7 separate regions of the Mus musculus genome follow, and regions 2, 3, 4, 5, 6 and 7 are each linked to region 1. A link is a contact called in public HiCAR-type and promoter capture Hi-C data. All regions are on one chromosome and are shown on one strand. Each heading gives the region's core, a stretch centred on a gene start, on an enhancer-like site or on the middle of the called end of the contact. The rest is flanking DNA. Distances are from core to core; before and after follow the strand shown. Region 1 holds the start of Esd (esterase D/formylglutathione hydrolase). Region 2 holds the start of Rcbtb2 (regulator of chromosome condensation (RCC1) and BTB (POZ) domain containing protein 2). Region 3 overlaps Rb1 (RB transcriptional corepressor 1). Region 4 holds the start of Gpalpp1 (GPALPP motifs containing 1). Region 5 holds the start of Itm2b (integral membrane protein 2B). Region 6 holds the start of Gtf2f2 (general transcription factor IIF, polypeptide 2). Region 7 holds the start of Sucla2 (succinate-Coenzyme A ligase, ADP-forming, beta subunit).

Evidence for each region. Promoter capture Hi-C pulls out the DNA fragments that hold promoters and counts their contacts. HiCAR-type assays count read pairs that join an accessible place to other places. Capture Hi-C pulls out chosen DNA fragments and counts their contacts.
Region 2: a HiCAR-type map of astrocytes shows a contact between it and region 1, with 4 times the contacts expected there. The contact joins the promoter of Rcbtb2 here to the promoter of Esd in region 1. A contact is called at or near these places in 1 of 39 promoter capture datasets (liver) and 2 of 115 datasets of contacts at active chromatin or transcription factors (astrocytes and stem cell-derived neural progenitor cells).
Region 3: a contact with region 1 is called in a promoter capture Hi-C map of embryonic stem cells, with 6 times the contacts expected there. The contact joins the enhancer-like site here to the promoter of Esd in region 1. A contact is called at or near these places in 7 of 39 promoter capture datasets (3T3-L1-derived adipocytes, HPC-7-derived erythroid cells, cranial neural crest and 4 more), 2 of 115 datasets of contacts at active chromatin or transcription factors (large pre-B cells and stem cell-derived neural progenitor cells) and 1 of 9 other capture datasets (liver).
Region 4: a contact with region 1 is called in a promoter capture Hi-C map of pre-B cells, with 6 times the contacts expected there. The contact joins the promoter of Gpalpp1 here to the promoter of Esd in region 1. A contact is called at or near these places in 3 of 39 promoter capture datasets (liver and pre-B cells).
Region 5: a promoter capture Hi-C map of hippocampal neurons shows a contact between it and region 1, with 4 times the contacts expected there. The contact joins the promoter of Itm2b here to the promoter of Esd in region 1. A contact is called at or near these places in 5 of 39 promoter capture datasets (cranial neural crest, embryonic stem cells, hippocampal neurons and 2 more), 1 of 484 Hi-C or Micro-C datasets (liver), 7 of 115 datasets of contacts at active chromatin or transcription factors (the NIH/3T3 cell line, astrocytes, bone marrow-derived macrophages and 4 more) and 2 of 9 other capture datasets (embryonic stem cells and liver).
Region 6: a promoter capture Hi-C map of liver shows a contact between it and region 1, with 2.8 times the contacts expected there. The contact joins the promoter of Gtf2f2 here to the promoter of Esd in region 1. A contact is called at or near these places in 1 of 39 promoter capture datasets (neutrophils) and 1 of 9 other capture datasets (liver).
Region 7: a HiCAR-type map of astrocytes shows a contact between it and region 1, with 8 times the contacts expected there. The contact joins the promoter of Sucla2 here to the promoter of Esd in region 1. A contact is called at or near these places in 16 of 39 promoter capture datasets (the 3T3-L1 cell line, 3T3-L1-derived adipocytes, the C10 cell line and 9 more), 17 of 115 datasets of contacts at active chromatin or transcription factors (the 230-238 cell line, the NIH/3T3 cell line, astrocytes and 11 more) and 2 of 9 other capture datasets (liver and macrophages).

What each region holds. Positions count from the first base shown.
Region 1 is chr14:74,730,948-74,733,736 of GRCm38.p6, reverse strand. Esd (esterase D/formylglutathione hydrolase) reads right to left here and starts at 1,440. Exons shown (of 9, transcript NM_016903.5): 1 at 1,349-1,440.
Region 2 is chr14:73,141,129-73,143,917 of GRCm38.p6, reverse strand. It overlaps Rcbtb2 (regulator of chromosome condensation (RCC1) and BTB (POZ) domain containing protein 2), which reads right to left and starts at 1,408. Exons shown (of 15, transcript NM_001170694.1): 1 at 1,325-1,408.
Region 3 is chr14:73,312,295-73,315,083 of GRCm38.p6, reverse strand. The region is part of intron 2 of Rb1 (RB transcriptional corepressor 1); the gene reads left to right. Among named protein-coding and RNA genes, the nearest start is that of Rb1, 12 kb to the left of the region's middle. Within about 2 kb of position 1,448, at least 44 of the 459 cell types and tissues checked have an H3K27ac peak or open chromatin away from gene starts, as enhancers often do. A contact at or near this core is called in embryonic stem cells, where this site is marked.
Region 4 is chr14:76,109,454-76,112,242 of GRCm38.p6, reverse strand. Gpalpp1 (GPALPP motifs containing 1) reads left to right here and starts at 1,428. Exons shown (of 8, transcript NM_026177.3): 1 at 1,428-1,626. The coding sequence starts at 1,539. Nufip1 (nuclear fragile X mental retardation protein interacting protein 1) reads right to left here and starts at 1,352. Exons shown (of 10, transcript NM_013745.5): 1 at 917-1,352; 2 at 246-319. The coding sequence starts at 1,310.
Region 5 is chr14:73,383,870-73,386,658 of GRCm38.p6, reverse strand. It overlaps Itm2b (integral membrane protein 2B), which reads left to right and starts at 1,370. Exons shown (of 6, transcript NM_008410.3): 1 at 1,370-1,649. The coding sequence starts at 1,533.
Region 6 is chr14:76,009,508-76,012,296 of GRCm38.p6, reverse strand. Gtf2f2 (general transcription factor IIF, polypeptide 2) reads left to right here and starts at 1,432. Exons shown (of 8, transcript NM_026816.3): 1 at 1,432-1,617. The coding sequence starts at 1,552. Gm36429 (a long non-coding RNA gene) reads right to left here and starts at 1,551. Exons shown (of 2, transcript XR_383601.2): 1 at 1,214-1,551; 2 at 185-387.
Region 7 is chr14:73,551,356-73,554,144 of GRCm38.p6, reverse strand. Sucla2 (succinate-Coenzyme A ligase, ADP-forming, beta subunit) reads right to left here and starts at 1,359. Exons shown (of 11, transcript NM_011506.4): 1 at 1,248-1,359. The coding sequence starts at 1,337.

The DNA.
Region 1 (2,789 bases), core at 191-2,690:
TTGTACATGTTCACACTCCAAAGTACCATCTAGGTTGCATAAGCTGATTCTGGTATGCTCACCCAAGAATGAACTTTCTTAAGTTTCTCAGGACCTATGTTGTTTGTTAAGATACAGTTGCCTCCAGACTTAGTCAGGGCTTAGTCACAGACCTTTGACAATGGCAACACACTTTTGCTGCTTCACAATGAATAAGCATATTCTGCTGCTTTGGGGAAGGCATAAATTCACAGTCCTGACCACCATTTCTTTACTCAAAGCCTGTCCTGCCTCCCCCCCCCTCTATTTCATTCTTAGTTCCCAACTCCCCCACCCCACGCCCCTTTCCCAGTTCTTGTCACATATTTTCCCCCTAACTCATAGTCCCTAAATTTCAAACACATCTTCTGGGCTGAAAAATCTAAATCTGTCTTTTCATATTCAAATTTTAAGCATTAGTGCCAAACTGCTATGCATTTATTTCGCATCGCTATAGCAAAACCCAACACATTTAAAATTAAACTTAGATCCTTGCCTGTACAGCCTATCTTATATCTGAAATGTCTCAAAAGTTGAACTTTAAAAGTTTCGTTGCACGCGCCCTAAATCCCTGGAGAACCAGGCGTTCGAGAACAGCCTGGTATACAAAGTGAGTTCCAGGACAGTCAGAACTACAATGTCTCAAAAACAAAATAAAACAAAATCTCAGTATCATCATAGCAATTATATATAGCTAAGAGCTAATTAAAACCTTAGTCTACTTTCTTACTAGTATGTCCCACTACAAACAATACTGTTATAGAAGCCTGGGGTTTCATTCCTTTAACTTTTCAAAGAATGCCTATAGATTGCTGACCATTAGGCCTAATATGGCCTACATAAAAAATGGTGAATTTTATTAATTTTAAATAACATAAGTGCCATCTTTCTGACGACTCAACCACAAATCACCTATGGACGGCCGCCTACACCTGAATTTTTACCACTGGGCACGGCCTCGAGCGCGCTGCCCAAGACACCTCAGGGCCCTAGTGGCGTCGCCTGCAGCCCAGGCTGGGATCCCGGAGGGAAAGCGTTCCCCGGGCTCCGCGCGGGAATGCTCGGCGAAATGCCGTCCCGGCGGGCACTCCACCAACCCGAGCATCCCAGCGAGCCTGGCGCCCCAGGTCACACATTGTTTCCAGCTCCCCGAAGTTAAAGCGATTAGCAGGCCCTGCGGGACGAGGCCTGCCTTACCGCGGCGGGAAGGGTGCAGAGATCGTCACCATTCCCCGCTGCTATCACCACCGCAGGTCTAGGCGTCCGCGCACAGCCGCCCGAAAACCAGGTAGTAGAGAATGCTTGGGACTCACGACCCATTCCATCTTACCTCGGTGAGGGGCAGCTTCTAACTCGCCAGGGAAGAAGGTTGGGGCTTCCGCCCCGAGCACTGCCTCTGGCTCCGCCCACACCATATGTCCCGCCCCGGCCTCCGGGGCGGGTCCCACGTAGAGGCTCCTCCCTTTGGGCCCGTCCCCTCCTTTGGCCGCTTACTCTGGTCCCCTCTCACGGCCCCGCCCTCAAGTCCCTCCCTTTCTCTGCCCCTCTCCTCCCCAGCCCTCCCTCCTGAGCTGCTCCCATTCTGAGACACCGCCCCCAGGGCGCGCACTCTCCTAGCAGACCTGCCCTATGGATACACCCCAAGGGAGACTAGGAGTTCCCGGACCCCGACCCTCCCCTACAAGGCCATTCCCAAGAGACTTTTCGCCGGGTTCCTGTTTCCGCGGTGTGTCAGGATGAGCCAAAAGTGTGTCTGTCATGACACTGGACCTCTAGACCTCTGTAACTTGCTTCAGATGCTCCCAGAAGGCAACAAGAGAATGAGGCTCTAGTACACCAGCTGGCCTCTCCCAGTTAACTTGTGGAAAGGGCTTGTGTGGAACTCTGCAGTTGTTTGGAAACCTGAGCAGAAATTTCACATTTCCACCCTCATTCCACATCTACTCTGCACCTGCTTGATTTGGAGCTTCTAGGAGGAGGACACATTCATTAACTCTTTTCAATGTCCATTTTTTTCTCCCCTCTTCCCTCAATAAAAGTTGAACTGTGTCAGGGTTTCTGGTTAATCATTTACAGCAGTTCTCAACTTCATCCAATTTAACCAGCAAGTGTACTTTGTTCAGAAAATTAAATATTACAAGCAGTTTTTAAAACCAGTATTTAGGCTGCTAGGTTGTGGATACTATGTATAACCTGTAAGATTGTCTGGTTTAATAATCACGCAGCCTGTGCATTTGCAACAAACTGTCAGAAGGACCCAGTGCCTGCTCTGTGTGTATAGGCTCTCCATCTTAGTTTTGCTGGGGGACTTGCAAGTTATGTGGCTAGTCAGGCTAAAAAACAAGTAGGTGAGCTGAGCTCAGTGGAATATAACCTGTGTGGATGAGCTGCCACGCAGAACGTTGCTTTTCTGTGTCATGTGGCAGGCATTTGTGTACCTGTTTAATGGTTAACCAAAGAATGTTATTTTGAGAAAGCATTAAGGTAAATTCTTAAAATTATTATTATTAACAGAGTCTTAAATGTAATTCTGGCTAGCCTGGAACTTACTACGTAGACCGGCTGGTCTTGAACTCAGAAATCCCCCTACCTTTGTCTCCCGAATGCTGGGATTAAAGGTATACTCTATCACTCCCAAGCTAACTACTTTTAAATGTAATTTATTGGAAAGGTAATTTTTTTTCAAACTGAGTTTCACAACTGAAGTTATGAAAGATTACCCAAGTCTGCAAATTCTTTCTAATTGTTAAATGCTTGAACAAAGTTTAAAG
Region 2 (2,789 bases), core at 159-2,658, 1.6 Mb after region 1:
CTTAGTCCGTGCAGCCAGGGCAATCTCAGGGTGTGCAAGGGAGCAGCACCTCGGTGTCCTCTGCTACAGTCCGAGTTAAATCTTTACCTTGTAAAGAAAGGCAAAAAGGCGGCTGGAAGCCTAGCTTCAACTCAGGCGGAAGTTCCATCGCCGCCAAGAAGGGGCATCGGGAAAAGTTTTTCACCTCTAAACTCCTCCACTTCCGGCCTCAGCAACGCCCAAAGGACTGAAAACCCTTAGGACAGCCAGGCCTTCCCAGCCATCCCTCCACTTCGGGGACCAAAGGCCTAAAGCGTGTGCCGCCATGGGGTCGGCGAGGCGGCTGCGGGCGGGAAAGAGCGGAAAGTCCTGGAAACGTCACCGCTAGCTCGCGCCGCGTGCACGGGAGGGTTGGAGACACCAGGGGCAGGGGTTCCCCCAACTGGAAGCGGGAACCCCACAGCCGTGGCCTCGGGGCGACGCACAAAACGGACCCCGGGCTGGGCCTGCGCGCATGCGCACCGCTACGCGGTCCCAGGGCCCGGGAAGGGACGTGAACCCAGAGCTACCCCAGCGACCTGGTCCACGGGCTCGCGCGTGCGCGCCGGGCCCCGGCCCGGGTGGGTTGGCGCTGCGCCCTGCCCCCGCAGCGGCTGCGCACCGGGCCGGGCGCAGGGTGAGGCCTCCGCCTGGCCTTCGCCCCCGGGACTCGCCCGCCCACCCGCGCCTGCCGCCCACACGCAGGCTTACCTCCGCGCCGCGCGTCCTTTCCGCTCCCCGGCAGCGGGGACTGCTCGCCCGGGGCCAAGAACAGCAGACACTTGGCGCCTCCCCCTGAAGCGGCCCGGCCTGGCGGGCTGAGCTCGAGTTCAGCCGTGCGGGGAGGAGGGGGCCGCGGGAGCGAGAAGAGAAACCAGAGGAGGAGGAGAGAGTTCAAGGGAGCGAGGGAAGGGGAAGGGGACAAAGAGAAGGGAGGGGGCTGCGCGCTGCGCCCCGCCTCCCTCCTCGGCCGGGATCGGCGACCCTGGCCTCTCTGGGGACCCTGTGCTGGACCCCGCTTTCTAGCTTAGTGCCCCGATTTCGGGGAAGCTGTGTCTCTCTGGTTTTAGGTCTTACATTCAAAGGCGCTGGTTTTCCTGCTTGCTGCGAAATAAGAGGCTAATTGCATTCTGTGCGCGCTAGTCCAGTCTTAGCAACTCCATCCAGGAGGCCCACCTCATTGTCTCTTGTTTGAGGGCCCAGAGAGCTGTCCGACTTTAAAATGAAGGAAATCCTGTCACCTGGGACGATCTGGAATGAACCTGGAGGATGTTAAGCAAAGTAGACATACAGCACAAATACTTACGGATCTCATTAAGGAGCACTGAAAAAGTCAAGTCGCACCAACAGAAAGTAGAGAGGTGGTTACTGGGACTAGGGAGAAGGGAGCCTGTGGGGCTAGTGATCAAATTTCAGTTAGGAGGAGCAAGCTCAGAAAGAAGGCTGCTATGCTACATAGTGGCTACAGTTATGAGCAGTGTGCACTAGAAAGTCCTAAGAGAAGAGATAATGTTATGGCTTTGAAACAGGGGCTCTGTATTAGCCCAAGTTAGCCTCAAACATCGTAGCCTCCATCCCTCCTCCTCTTGCTTGATCTTTGCCCTCACATTATATACATACATTAAAACATTGTGCTATATATAATAAATATATACACATATATATGTATGTGTTTATATATATATATATATACACACACATCAGTTTAGGGGAAGACAATGGAGATTTGGGTAATTTGCCTTGGGCCATATGATTAGAGATGACTCAAATCCATCTCTTCATTCCACAGGGCTTCTTTTACCTCTTGACCATGTGGTTTCTTTCCAAATGACTTTAAAAAGTGGGTCAGATAATGAAGGCCTTAGCAGTGTAACTGCAAGCTGGGTCACAGGATCCACAAAGGGCTTTTTGGAAGAGGCGGGCTTGATCCCCTCTTTGTCTTGAGCAAGTTCACGGTTCCTGAGGCTGAAAGTTCAGCTTAGGCTAAACAACAGTCTGTGAACTTATTATAACAATGGGCTGGGCTTAAAGAGAAAAGAAAATGAAGTTAGGACTAGATGTGGAAGGCCAGAAAAAAGTGTGAGGTTGGTGTGTCACGTAATAATTTATGGGCCCAAAATCTTTGCCTTTAAAATAGAGCATTTTACTGTTTAATATCTCACAAAGCATGTTGATAAAACCTGACAAAGATGACATATTGTTTTAATCCTAAATAAAATGTCATCAAATAGGATCCAACAACAAATACCATGATCAATGCAGGGATTGTTTCAGTGGTATAAATATGTTACAATGTAAGAAAGTTAGTCTTATAAGTAAGTCAAAGAAGTAGGCATGTTTTGGTTAGCCATTTAAAGTGATAGAGAATTCAACAGTCCTTTTGTTCAAAGTAAGTGGCTATATTCACTCAATAATAAACCTCTTAAGAGTATATCTAAGCCCGGGGTGGTGGCACACGCACGCCTTTAATCTCAGCACTCGGGAGGCAGAGGCAGGTGGATTTCTGAGTTCGAGGCCAGCCTGGTCTACAAAGTGAGCTCCAGGACAGCCAGGGCTACACAGAGAAACCCTGTCTCAAAAATCCAAAACGAAGAAACAAACAAAACGAACAAACAAGAGTATATCTAAGAAGTACAGGGATACAGTTGCTGCATCCCCATGGTACCCTGGATGGCATATGATGACGATGGACCAAGAGACCTGAAATTGAAGCAGTTGCTTTAGGTGACGCAATTATACACACAAAAAGTATTTTGAGACCAAATGGCTAA
Region 3 (2,789 bases), core at 199-2,698, 1.4 Mb after region 1:
ACTTTGATTAGACTGAGACACCTTGCTGGCCAGCCTTTGTTTTATAATTGCTATATATTCATTATATGGTAATGGGTTTCATAAAAATAATGTATCTCAAGTCTGTCATATTCTTTGAGACTGTTCAACCCTCACTATTCTCCCTTCCTCCCTCTGCCTGCTCCCCTCTTGCATTGGTTTCTTTTACTGTCCTAGTCAGCTTTCTGATCTCTCATTAAGTATATATAAACAAGTAGCTTTCTGTGTGTATGTAAAATCTAGGATCCACAAATGAGGGAAAATATAAGATATTTATAGTTCTAAGTCTGACTTAATTTTCTTTATCTGATGACTCAGTTTCCAGCAAACAACATGATTTTGTTAACTAAAACTCTGCTGTGTATGCATACCATTTCTTTATCCATTTATCTGTTGACAGACATATAGACTGATAACATATTACAGCCACTGTGACCAGTGCTTCTGTAAACATGGATGTGCAGGGGTATCTGTAGTATACTGACTTTGTGTCCTTTGGGTGTCTATCTGGGAATGGGTATATCATATGGTAAGGCTGGCTCGGCCAGTTCACATTCCCATCAGCAGTGTATAAAGGTTCGATTAGTAGCAGAAACCATTTTGGGCTGTAGAATTAAATATATACAAATAAATGTGACTGCTTTCTTGCCTTACCCCCTTCTCTTCCTGGCTTTGTTCCTACCTTTCCGTAGGACTGCATAATTTAAAATATTACTTCCTAGTGGAGGTCATGATAGGAATTAGAATATATGAATTATTCCTGGTTGTGTGGGGGAAGAGGACAATAGAGGACTTTGTGTTACTTTTAGGACTTGATACATTTTGAAGGGTGTGGAAGACTATTCTTTTGTCCTGCTGTAATTCAACAAACCCTTTCTTTACAATATGCGAGTGTTTAATGTTGAGAGTTGGCCTAAGAATGATGGAATGTGTTCAGAGAAGCAAATGCAAAGACAGAATGAACCTGTTTGCAAAGCAGCTGTTGTGGTCCCAGTTGTCTGTTCTCTGAAACAAGAGAAATGTCGTAACTTGGGGGAACCCTTTTTGGCATTTGAAAGTGGATGGTGTTTATTGAGAGAGGATGGGTTAAGATTTCTAGTCAGAATGAGCTGTTTCAAGTCTGAAATAAAGCATGTGGTGACGCCACACTCTTGAGCAAATGACCTTAAATGTCCAGTCCTTGGTTTTCTCATTCGTAAAATGGGCTATCAGTAATTTCCAGATCTTGGAATCATTGTGAATATAAATAAGTTAACACATATTAAATATATGCAAGGTAATTTATTGAGTCAAACTCTACATAGTTTTTGTTCTTTAAAAGAAACAAAACAAAAAACCAAAATTCTATCTTATCCTGAAAGACTACCTTGTGGGCATGACACAGCCAATGCAATCATGATCTCACAGTGGCAGCAGCTGCCATCAGTGTGCCTGCACAGGCCTGGGCTTGTCAACAGTCAGTCATAGATCGGTGAGAGGCCCATTTGGCCTTACCCCTCCCTGCTGAAATATGAGCTACTGATGGATTTTTGGGGAGGGGCCGACACTGTCTTCAGTTGTGTACTCGTGATGAGTTCACCGTGCTCCAGTGAATGGTAGCAAACTCAGGTTGCACTGGCATCCCTTGTTAAACGCTGGGTTACAAAACAAAACAGAAGGGCCTGAGTGTGAGAAGGGGACTGGCCAGGAGGGAGTGTGTACTGGATGTCGGAGGGAAATGAGAAGGGGAGGATGAAAATAGCCAGAGTACACTACCCACGTGTATGAAATGGTTACAAGAACAAATTCAATCAGAAATTCCATTTTAATTGGCACTTGATTAGTACTTAAAAGACAAACCATCTCGATGGCTCAGTGGGTAAATTGTTTGCTGTACAAATGTGAGAATTCAGTTGTCTCCTTTACACCTGCCTACCTAACTCCTGACACAGCTGCAACACTTATGTGTAACCCCAGAATTGAGAGACAGAAACAGATGAATCCTGGGGTCTTGGTAGTCAGCCAGCCTAATCTAAATGGCCAGCTCCAGGCTCAGCGGGAGAACAGGTCTCAGAAGAATAAGGTAGAGGTGACAGAGGAAGAGATCCAGTGTCCATCTCTGGCCTTCGTACATGCATACGTGGATGAGCACACATACACACACATAGTTAAAAGGAGGTAAAGCAACTTCAGTCTGGGTTCAGGTGGATGTGTTCAAGAGTTCAATATCTATGGCAGCTATAGACTTACATAATGTTTCTTAAATTTTGATTTAGAAGTCAGAATTATTCCTTGATTTATACTGCTGATGGAATTTTAATCCAGTGGGCATGAAAACAATATTACCTGGTACATCTCTTTTAGAGCCCTAGGGTGGTCAAGTACATTTTCAGTTAAGCAAAAATATTTTTAAAGATTTTTCTCTTCTCATCTGTAGGTCTTCAGATTTTAACAGCAGGCGTCTACTATTTAATAAACCATGCTGTAAGCACGCATACTGTCATCCAGGTTTTGTTTTATTTGTTAACGGTTAGTCCAGCAATGGCTGTCTCTCAAAGGAAAGGCTGAACCTGGTAGTTGTTTAGTCCATGAGGATACATGTTTCAACTTGCCAGGATGAATGAGGGCAAGTGGGCAAACCCCAAAACTTACTGTTCCATGTCCTTTTATGTGGGCTGTCACTAGAAAGTGTGACCCTCCCATCTCAAATGATCCAATCAAGAAAATCCCTCAGAGGTGTGCCCAGCTGTTTGTGGTTTTGTTGTTATATTTTATTTTGTTTTTCCAAGACA
Region 4 (2,789 bases), core at 179-2,678, 1.4 Mb before region 1:
AGGTGTGAGCCACCACCGCCTGGCACCAAGACGGTTTTAATGTTCTTTCTTTTCCTATAATTTCATCATTTATTTTTCAATACTATTTTGTTTCAACATTTTACTTATAATTAAGTTCCTTAAACATACTACCCAAGTAAAGCTCTCCATGTCCACCACAGATGTGAAACACTGACAGTTACAACTTAATATATAGAGCAGTAACATTCAAGTTCAAAAGGCCACATTTATCATCTTGGAATTACCTTCGTTTTCTGTTTTCTGTTTTGAGGCAAATTGAATTTTGCATCATGTGATCGTGGAAAATAAGAATGTGTAACTAAAAAAGAAAAGAGGGTTTCATTTAAGATTGCAAAGGTACAATTGTTTATTGATCATTTTTTTCTTAGATTAAAAACAAAAACTGTGTAGGTAGCATGGAGTGCAGGTACTCTTGGAGGCCAGAAGAAAGCTATCGGCTCCTCTGAGGCTGGAGTTACAGGCAGTTGAGAGCCCAGTGTGGATGTTGAGAACCGAGCTTTGGTCCTCTGCAAGAGCAATAGAGTCTCATCGCCAACCCATTTCTCCACCTCCCCCCCAATCAATCCTTTTCTAATGCATACATACAATCATTACTTCCTAATACCTAGTTTTATCTCCTGTATCGCGTCTTCCTACACTGAGGGGATAGGAAGCTCTCAAAAGGTATGGATTTTTGTATGTTTTGTTTACTGCTATGCAAGTAGTCCCCAGTTTTATAGTTGGGTTAAATTAATAAAATTTTGGATGAGCAGGTGGCAGGAAACCTAGTGAGACACATTTTGAATACTCATTACCAGCCTCCAAAACTACAGCGCAAAGCTGAGAGATAAAAAGAGAAAGCTGGGAGAGGAAAGAAAGAGAAAGTAAAGTAGGGCCACTAGGAACTGCAGCTTACCCGGAGATTGGTAAGACGTGTGGTACGTGGAAAAACCATTAGGAGACAATCCCCAGTACCAAGGCGTGGAGGCTTGCAAATTCCAGGCCTGCTGGCCGCTGAACTGAGATTGAGCATCGGGCGGAGCCTGGGCATCGAAAGGAGGCTGCGCCGCGGGAAGAATCTGAGCATCGAACGGTGGAAGCGCTCCGGAGGGAGGCTGGGGCAGCACGTGAGGCTGTCCCTTCCGGCTCTGCTCCGAGCCCGCCACTGGGGACGACAGAGGAGGTGGTGGCGGCGGCAGCATGGCCCAGTACACCCAGTTGTCCCGCGGCGGCGCAGCTTCGCTCGGAGTCCCGGGCGCGGGAGTCAGATCCGGGGCCGAAGGCCACACGGCGGGTGCCGGTTCAGCCATGCCACCTAGCAAGCAGCGAGCCCAAAGTGCAACTGTGGAACTATCATTAAGCGTCACTTCCGTTACAGTAATCTGGCCAATGAGCCCATCGCGGGCTTACGTCATCAGACAAAGCCGGAAAAACCTTCGGGCCTTGCAGCAAATCCTGGTCTACACCGTCCAGCCTGGGTTTAGCTAAACTGCGTGTGCAGGTTGGCTTGGGCTTTGAGCGACTGTGCGTCGCAGCGAATGGCTAGGGACCTGATCGGGCCGGCACTGCCGCCAGGCTTCAAGGAGCACGCGACAGTTGAGGACGAGGAACGGGACCCGAGCCCGGGTAAGCAGCAGCGGGCGTCTGCACTCCCGGGAAGGACTGGCGACCACCGTGGAGTGGGCGCGGTCCGCCCTGGGGGAAAAGCTGGGCAACGCCTGAGTGTTTGGGACCCGATCATCGTTAAAATGACTATACAGTCCCAATTTGCTATTATTACGAATAGGACTGTGCTAACTGATCAATCTTCGTCCGGTCGTCTGTTTAACCCTTCCATCAACTGTATAAGAAAAGATGATGGATGGTGCATGTGTTACAAATGATGACAGCGGCTGATGAATCGGTGCCTAAGACACGCAGCTAGTCCGTGATGAAGCCCAAGTTAGAACCTAGTATCTCTATATCTTCAGATTTACAAGACTCTTGCCAAAGATCCTGTGCCTCTCTCCTCCCCGGCCTGACTTCCCGACCTCATTCTATCATTCCATCTTACACAGCAGCCCAGTGCCCACACAGTTCGAGTTTATGCTTTGACGATAGACTTTTGGGGGTGCTATGGTTGTACTTAAATGCCTGACAAAACGTCCTTCATATACCAGTTTAAGCGTCACCTTCCCGAGCATTGTCACGTCTTCCTCCGGGTTTTCCTCTCCCCAGTTACGCTAATATTTAACACATTCTGTTCAACTAATTTGTGGATATCTCAGTCTCCACCAATTCACTGTGTCTTGCAACCTTAACATGCATCTATGCCACATCAATACCTCGCACACTCTTTCATGCTTTTCCGGCTTTAGTGTTTGTTCCAGTTTGAAGGCCGGCGCTGACTCTACTTGGGAAAGAACAAAACTGACAGAATGTTGATCTGACTTTGTTTTTCTGGCTACCCAGAGACTATGTCTCCGGCAGATTCTTCCTTCCAGATCTTATTTCTAGTGCCGTTATTTTTAAAAATTCCCTTTATTCTTTGTTTTAGGAAGGAAATTTCTACCCAGTTAGGTTGAAGAAGTATGAGTGAATTCAATTTGGTAAATCCCCTGCAATTTCTTTACCTATTGTACAGGTAACAGACATTTGGGTAGATTCTGGTTTTGTTTTTGTTTTTAACTCTTACAAAGAGTGCCACTATGCACTGTGTATGTGTGTGCATGTGTATCTATCTGTCTGTCCGTCTATCTATCTCCTCTGTTATACACCCTCAGTTTCAGAATCCTACCAGTTTACCAAAG
Region 5 (2,789 bases), core at 121-2,620, 1.3 Mb after region 1:
TTACTTTTTTTTTCTCTATTTATAAAACCATCCACCCCCTCACCTTCTCTTTCATGAAACGGAGTCCTACTCAGTCCCAGAGGCAAAAATAGAAATATGGGAATGGAGAGACGGCTCGGCAGTTAAAAGCATTTGTTGCTCTTCCAGAAGACCCAAGGCTTGGTTCCCAGCAACCGCATGGCGGTTCTCAACCATTTGTAACCCCAGTTCCACGGGACTTGACTCATTTTTCTGACTTCCTTAGGCACAGGTACATGTAGGCAAAAAAAAAAAAAAAAAAAAAAAAAAAAAATCATAGGCATAAAAATTAAATATTTAAAAATAAAAAGAAATAAAGATAATTCCCTCCTTGAATAGAGCCAGGGGCTCAAGAACTCTGGTCTCAACTGCTGTCTTCAAGGTTGGCCTAGGCCAGAGCTCACACAGCAGAATCCTTCTGGCCAACAGACACTCCTGTAGGTGGACAAGGAGAGGATATGGAGAAGGCTACAGGATCAGTCATTTGACCAAAGGACCATCTGGAGACATGGCTGTAAACCCAGTGTGTGGGCCAATGTCTTCTGTCAACCAGAAGCAAAAACCTCTTCAAAAAAGGAGAATTTTTTATTTTGAAGAAAAATAAGAACTTGTCCTAAGTACGTTGTCACAAATCACAGATTGGCCTAAGGCAAATATGGTTTTTTGTTTTGTTTTGTTTTGGCTTGCTTATACAAATGAGCTCGGTTGGTACATTTTGTTTTACCAGTTTAGAATTTTAGGAATACAAATGGATGAAGAGGGTTCCTGGTCATTGGCTTGAGATTAGGCTGGGCAGGAACTGACCTCTGAGGGAGGAAGAAAAGACCAGCTTAGTCAACCAGGCAACACCTTAGGGTGAGGTCTGTGGGAGATAAGTCAGATCACCAGGACACTAGGACACAGTGCTTCAAATATTCCTATGCTCTACTAAGTCGCTTACTAATAAATGATTAAACGGAGCTTTTGGGTTTGTTTGTTTGTTTTTCTCACACAAAAATTCCATGGCCTTTGGGCTCACAATCAAAGAGAATTTGGTGCTACCAGAAGTTAACTTATCCTACGTAGCCAACCGACAGAGTTCACCCCATTTTCTTATCAACTTGCAACACTGGGCCCCTGAGGAGAACTAGTTGGAAGCAAATTCAGAACCGGAAAATCCAGGCAGCCCAGAGGGGCAACAAGTCCTAGCTCAACCAGGCGCGCCCTCCACAAAGCCTGGCCAGATTCCCGCTGAGTCCTGGGTGGGGGTGGGGGGAACCAGGGAGGGTCTGGCGTGAAGCCAGGCCCCGCCCCGCTCAAGGCCCCGCCCCTCCGGGCCCCCGCCCTGCGCCCGCGCCCCAGCTGCGAGGCCGGAAACCGCGCTGCACTGAGCCGCTGCTGCTGTCGCGCAGTCCGCTCCTCCGCTGCAGAGTCGTGCCCTGAGCTCGGCCGACAAGGCTGCCTTCGCAGCCGGGATCCTGCCAGCCGCGACCCCAGCCTTCGCCGTCGCCGCCTAGGGCGCCCCAGGCCGCACCATGGTGAAGGTGACGTTCAACTCGGCGCTGGCCCAGAAGGAGGCCAAGAAGGACGAGCCCAAGAGCAGCGAGGAGGCGCTCATCGTCCCTCCGGATGCCGTGGCGGTGGATTGCAAGGTCCTGGCTGGGGTCGCGGGCGGGGTCCCGGCGGCGGGGACGGTTTCCCGGACGGTCCTCCGCTCCCGGGTACCGTGGTGTGTGTGTGTGCAGCGAGCGGGGCGGGGTCCTGGCCCTGGCGACCCCCGAGGGGACAGTTGCACAGGTGTACGAGGTCCCGCGGCTTTGCACTTGGCTTGGTAGCCCGGGAACCTGCAGCGACAGGCACCGCCACCACCGAGTTTGGCACTTTTTTTCCAGTATAAATACTGTGCCTAAAATGGCTGACATCATAACAAGCCTAAACCTCTGTTGTTTCCTACTTTCGTTTCTAGGCTGAACAGCACTTGGACTAAGTCCAGCAACTGTAAGCATCTTCATTTTTTAAAAGCCCTTTTCTTTTACAAACTCCCTTGCCTACAAATGGCCTTCGGTGTTGGCAGGTGAACACCTTGGGGTCTGGAGAGAGAAGACAACAGTATACTGGGAGTAGTTTCTGGCTGGTGATTTTATTATTGTAACAAATATTCCAGGTGAAAGTAATTGCTATTGTGGCTGTTCCCATGTAACCCAACAGTTGACTTTTATCAGCCTCTTTGTGGGTACTTCTGAATAAGTGAAACTGGAACCAAAACATAGGAATTTGCTCCCATCCCTACAAAATAGGTAACCTTTGTGTTACCACATCCCCGGTTAGCACTGAGTGATGCTGTCACTGGATTCAATTTTTAAAAGTGATGTACAGTAATATTCTTTTAAATATAAATATAATTTTTGCCTAAGTTTTCTTTTTGCCTTTTTAGGGCTTCTGACATTTGATACCTATGAATACTAACAGCGGGTGCTGCTTCGTTTTTCACTAACACTTTTTAATACCTATTGTCACTTGGGTAATTTTAGTTTTGACTTAAAATCAGTCGTTTGTGTCCATGGTACAAGTAGTAAGGAGAGTTTTTGTTTTTGTTTGTTTGTTTTTTAATGATCTAATGAAAATTACTGTAAAGAAACAGGCCACTAATACCCTATAAAATTTTTGGATATATAATAGCAGTCTGGGCTGTTTGGACATGTTTTCTGGAAACGTTCCAGCTAAAAGCAAACATCATGTTGATTTTTTTAAATGACTGTCTTCCCCTGAGATGAGAGAGCTGATTCCCTAAA
Region 6 (2,789 bases), core at 183-2,682, 1.3 Mb before region 1:
TGCATATAAAATGAATAAAACACTATTTTGTATTTGTCCATTCTGCTTCAGCAAATCTGGGGCAAAAACAGTACTTTTGTCTAGGAGTTCAGTCAGTAGTGTAGAAAACAAAGATAAACACGCCTCTCATGGTACAGCGTTAAGCATCACACACTATCATATGGGGAAACAGAACTTTATCTAGGGGGACTCTCTTTTCTGTGTGGTCTTTATTTCATTTCCACTTGTCTGTGTTTATAAGTAGAAGTTTGCCAAAGGACAGGGCCAGTGTAAAGATCAGGGAAAGCAGGGCATCTAAGGCACAGGAATTGGTTTGAAAGAGGCTCTGAAATGGTAAGAGGAAGGTCCTGGAGTCTTCAAGCAGGTGGATGGGCTTGGTGTGGAATCCTGTGTGGAACAGAGAGTATAGGAAGGATCAAACCCAAAGGACTCAGTTGAAGCACAGGGTAGAATTTCATTCCAAAGGCAAGTGGGGGAGGAAATTACCAAATGAAGACTCAGGAGCTAGAAGCTGCGGTGAAAGCCTGCTAACTCTGAGAGGCAGAAAAAGTACTCAGCTGACCTTCCCACTCCACCGACTTCTCAGAAGGAAAAGCCCCTTCTCCTTCATGCACTCTTAAATACCCTTCACCTCAAACTCTCTCCTTTCTCTTGCTCATGTTCACTCTCTTGTCAGCTGGCTACTTGCTCTGCCGCCTGATCTAGGGTTGACTTTATTTAGCTCTTGGATTAATGTGCGCGCTAGGTAGGGGTGAGCCAGGCTACCTATACTTGTTTACAGTAAACAGAAAGTTCTAGGATCAAAGGCTGAGCCACAGTTATTAACAGATTCTTCCAGTTCACAATCTCAGGGCTCATAATGTGATCCAATATCCTGCAACCGGAAACTGTTTAAGCAGGGCAGTTGGATAATCAGATCTGTTTCTTACATGGTGGGTCTTACCAACTCAATTAGATGGCATTCAGGTTTCGGCGTCTGAAAGAGTGTATGCTGCTTGCACGGTGTGAATTGATTTTTATGCCTCGAAAAGGCATGTGTCCAGCATACTCACTTGTACTCTAGTGCCCACTTGTGCCAATGTTAATTGGGCCAAGAAAGTGACTTTTTTTACCCCCAAGTCTGTCCTTAAAATGCCTAGCTTCTTTATCTAGGGTTGGGTATAAATACACACAGCTTTTGTCTGTCTAAACCTTAATCTTTCCACTTTGTCACCTTTGCTGTAAACGCACGGTTCAGGATTAGGCTCTTCCTTTCCCAGCACTCGAATCCCAAGATTGCACGTTGCCGGGAGTCACGCCCATCTAGGAAATTGCCGGAGCAGGAAGTTTGTCCCTCTCGGCGCGCTGTCCTGACGTAGTCGTGCGCAGGCGCAGTTCTTCATTCGGCGGCGTGTTCTTCTCATCTAAGTTCCTGGTTCCCGGGCTGTGTGCGACGCCGGCTTTTCGCGGTCTACTTACTCCCTTGGCCGGCTCTGGACTGTCGCTCTCTGCCTTTCAGCGCCGGGACCACTGCTTGTGCGCGCACTGCACGCCTCCTCACGCGACAAGCTCATGGCGGAGCGCGGGGAACTCGATCTGACGGGCGCCAAACAGAACACCGGCGTGTGGCTGGTCAAGGTGAGTGAGACGCGAGCCCCGCGGGGCGCTTCCGAAAGTTCTGGGTCCGTCTTGCTCGGGCCACCGCTGTTCTGAGAAGCGGGTCGCTGTTGCGTCCGTTTGCAGGTTGGAGAAGTTACTTTAGGGGACACAGGGCGTCTTTCAGGCCGTCTCTCAATTTCATCCGCCCACCATGGAACTAACTCTCTTTACCGCCAAGACCTGGCCTTCCTGGAGTCCTGACCCGGTGGTCCCCGAGTGGGCAGTACATTTACCCCAGGTCGGAAAAGTCCTTGCGGTTTTCTTTTTGGTAAGGTTAACTTTAGTTATGAACGTGTATAAATTACTTGAATAGATATTCCGTACAGTTTTCTGGACCACAAAGTGGAGCTGGTCCCTGTGTACTCTGTTGTTTTGAAACAATCTCTCTGTGTAGACTTGGCTAGCCTGGAACTCGCCATGTAGACTCCTGTCGCTTTACACGGCTAGTGTTGCCTGGGTTGGTAATTCAATTGGAGCCTTCGAAAGACCTAGAAGTTCTGAATTCAAAGAGAAGTTGTTGACTTCGTGTTTTTAAAGAGCGAGTTTAGGATTCATGAAACCAACCAGCAGTAAATGTTTTAAGTGGTCATGCGGCAGACCTCGTTTGCCCCAGTGGTCGCCATCTATTCGGGTCACTTTTTTTTATATGGGGTGGGAGGCTCTGTGGGGAATCTCATTCTGAAAAACCATATTTAAATGGGATCATGAAAGTTTCCCAAACTTGTTTTTTAAATGGTTTATCTTTGTAATGAGTGTTTTAAGTCCATGGCTGAGTTCTCATCAAGACAAAGTGTTTCTTCCTGTCCTTTTCTCTGAAACAGCTCTCGTCGTTTGCCAGCACAGCAGACTATGTTAAGTTCTTCAAACCCCTGAACAGTTTCTAGTGCTCCTTTGTACCTGTCTGTATCTATTGTTGATGCCCCTACCCCCAAGTCACTTTCTTTGCACTTTGATTAGTGTTTGGCACATATTACTTTTCCAATATGTGATGAATATAAGAAATTGAAAAGGCACACGCCTTTAATTCCAGCACTCGGGAGGGAGAGGCAGGTGAGTGAGTTCCAGGACAGCCAGAGCTATACAGAGAAACCCTGTCTCGAAAAACCAAAAAGAAAAAGAAAAGGCTGTATGTCAAAGAGACACAAACTAAA
Region 7 (2,789 bases), core at 110-2,609, 1.2 Mb after region 1:
AAAGACAATTTATCAAGCATCCCATAGATGCAAAGGCATCTCTCTTAAAGGAATTTTCAAATAGATTAAAAACTATTAGAATAAAATCCTATTTGTTCACTAAATCCTTATCCTCTTAAAACTTGGCAGCATTATTTAAGGAAGGGAGGGGGCTAAATCTATCCACCTATGATGTGTCTAGTTACTTCAAAACATAACCAAAACTCTATCTTAGAAAGCTAATCCCGCTCTTGAAGTTTTAAGGTACTAACACTGAGGGCCAATTTGTTTGGGGCTTGTTGTTGTTTAATTGGTTTGTCTTTGTTATTTAGTGACAAGCCTTGGCTGGCCTTGAACTATGTATGTAAAAGATGACCTTGAATATCTCATTCTCTTGCCTCCACCTTAAGTGCTAAGGTTACAAGGATGCTGGGGATAGAACCCAGGACTTCCTACATGCCAGGCAGGCCCTCTACCAAATAAACTGCATTCCCAGTACCCACTTTTTGTGTTTGAATGCTGTAGAACAGACACAACAAGCACACAGCTTCAGAAATGGACCCTTGTGGAACTAAACCTCAGTTCTGTCTCAGACTGCTATGTCTCCTAGGCCAAAGTACTTCTCTGAGCCATCATCAGATCGTCATCAATGGTTACTGGCCTTAATGACAACCCCTGTGCTGTTGACAAGCCTAATGACCTTAGGACAACATCTGACACTCCCTAAATGTCGAGAAACAAAGCAGCAAAATAGGTACTAGAGTCTGTCCAGAAGTGAAATCCTCTAAAAGATTTACTCTCCCATCTAATCCTTACTCTCCCATCTAATCAGCTGGGAAACTGAAGAACTCGTTATCAGTACTCACTACCAGGACTGACTGATAGATCAGCTCTGCTGGTGTTCCTAAGTCCTTCCCACCTACGACAGTTTGCTGGACCTCAAAGTACACTTGAAGGGCATCCCCTTACCCAAAGGGGGTCCGGAAGCGTTGGCCCCGGGCAAGGACAGCCCCCGTCCCCTCTGGGATCGCTCCGGCAGGCTCCCGCAGGTGAGGCCGACTGCCAGGCCGCCCTGCCGGGCCTCCAGCGGCCGGGGGACGGAGCCGAGCCCAGCTGCCCCGAGCGCCAGCTCGCAGCCCTGGCCCGCAGCCTCTGTGCAGAGCAGGGCATCCCGGCCGTGCCAGCGCCGCTGAGAGCCCCGGAGCTGGGCCGCGCCCCTGAGCCTTGCCCGCCGACCCCCGCGGCCAAAGCGAACAGGGCGAGCTTACCTGGGCGGCGGCTCGCAGCGTAGTCTGCGGCCGGTGGCTCCTCAGGGCGGCCGCGGCCAACTGCCGGCCGTAGAACATGGACGCCGCCATTTCTGAGTCCGACCCGTCCCCTGGGCACCGCGCAGGCGCAGAGACGCAGTTGCTCTCGGGGCGCTCCCGGCCCGAGACAAGGACAATCCTCGGGGGCGGGGCCTCGCGTTAACCCCGTCGCTGCCGGAGGAGCCGGGTTTGGCAGGCACAAAGCAAACTTTGGCCTTCAGAACTTTGACCTCAGTGACATGTGGACAAGGGGCCATCAGAACGCTTCCTAGAGAACTGTGACGCTGCTACTTCAGTCTTCTTACCTTCTCTGAGCCCTAGTGGCCTCACAAGTGAAATGGGGTTACTTAGGGAAAGCGAATGTATGCGTTGAGCCTTTAGGATACAATAGATACTAAAATAAAACATAACACAAAATAATAAAGACAGTGCCACTGATACTCAAAAGACTGTTACTCACTAGTTACTGAAGCCGCCCATACTGAAAACACTCCTAACAAAGTGTTTGAGAGAGCTAGAGAGATGGCTTAGTAGTTTGGAGCTGGTACGGCTGTGGCACTCAGCTGAATTCCCAGCCTCATGTCAGACAGCTCACCACTGCGTATGGGCTCTGAAACTCTCTTCTGGCCTCCCTGGGCACCAGCACACACGTGCACATACATATATCCAACAATGCATACATATTAAAAGAAAAGAAAAGAAAATACTATCACATTTGAACTGAAAAAGATGGGGTAACCCAGGACCCAGAAAGACCTATTACATGTTCTCTCAAATTTAAATATGCTATCTTTAAATTTTTATATGTATGTATTTATGTGTGAGCAAGGATTAGAGGCCAGAAACTATAGAGGGCCCCATGAGAAGACACAATAATATGTTTGTGTGAAGGCACAGTAACTAATAAGACTCATGTAAGAAGGAACAGGGCGGTGAGGGAAAGAAGGAAGGGATCAACCAAAACTACTATAAAAATGGTGTAAGAAAGCCTATGAGTTGTAAGAAAGCCTATGAGTTGTATGCTAACTTTAAAATATACCCACCCCAAGGCATGCCTGATAGTTTATGCCTGCAATCCCATCCCAATGGAAGCTACAATGAGAAGTTAAAGAACTCCAGACTACTCTACAACTCACAGGGGGGGGGGAGATACCCCACTAGCCGTGAAACCCATCAGCAGCATCCTTTCATGGAGGGGGTAATGGTCTCATGAGGCCTCCCCCCTCCTTGAGGATTGGTTGAAAGTTAATGGTTGGCATTGGAGTGCATTCATTCAGTGGCGTAGCCTGTGTTCCTGTAAGCAAGCCAAATGAAACGTGTTCAGCCATCAAAGAAGAGACAGGAAAGTGAAGCCTGCAGAATTAAGAAACAAAAGTCGAAAATGGGTGAATATGATCGAAATGAACTAAATACTGGGGCTAGAAAGGCAGCTGTTCCACAGTTAAGAGCCACAGCTGCTCTTCCAGAACGTTCCAGTATGATCCCCAGCACCCTTATGGCAGC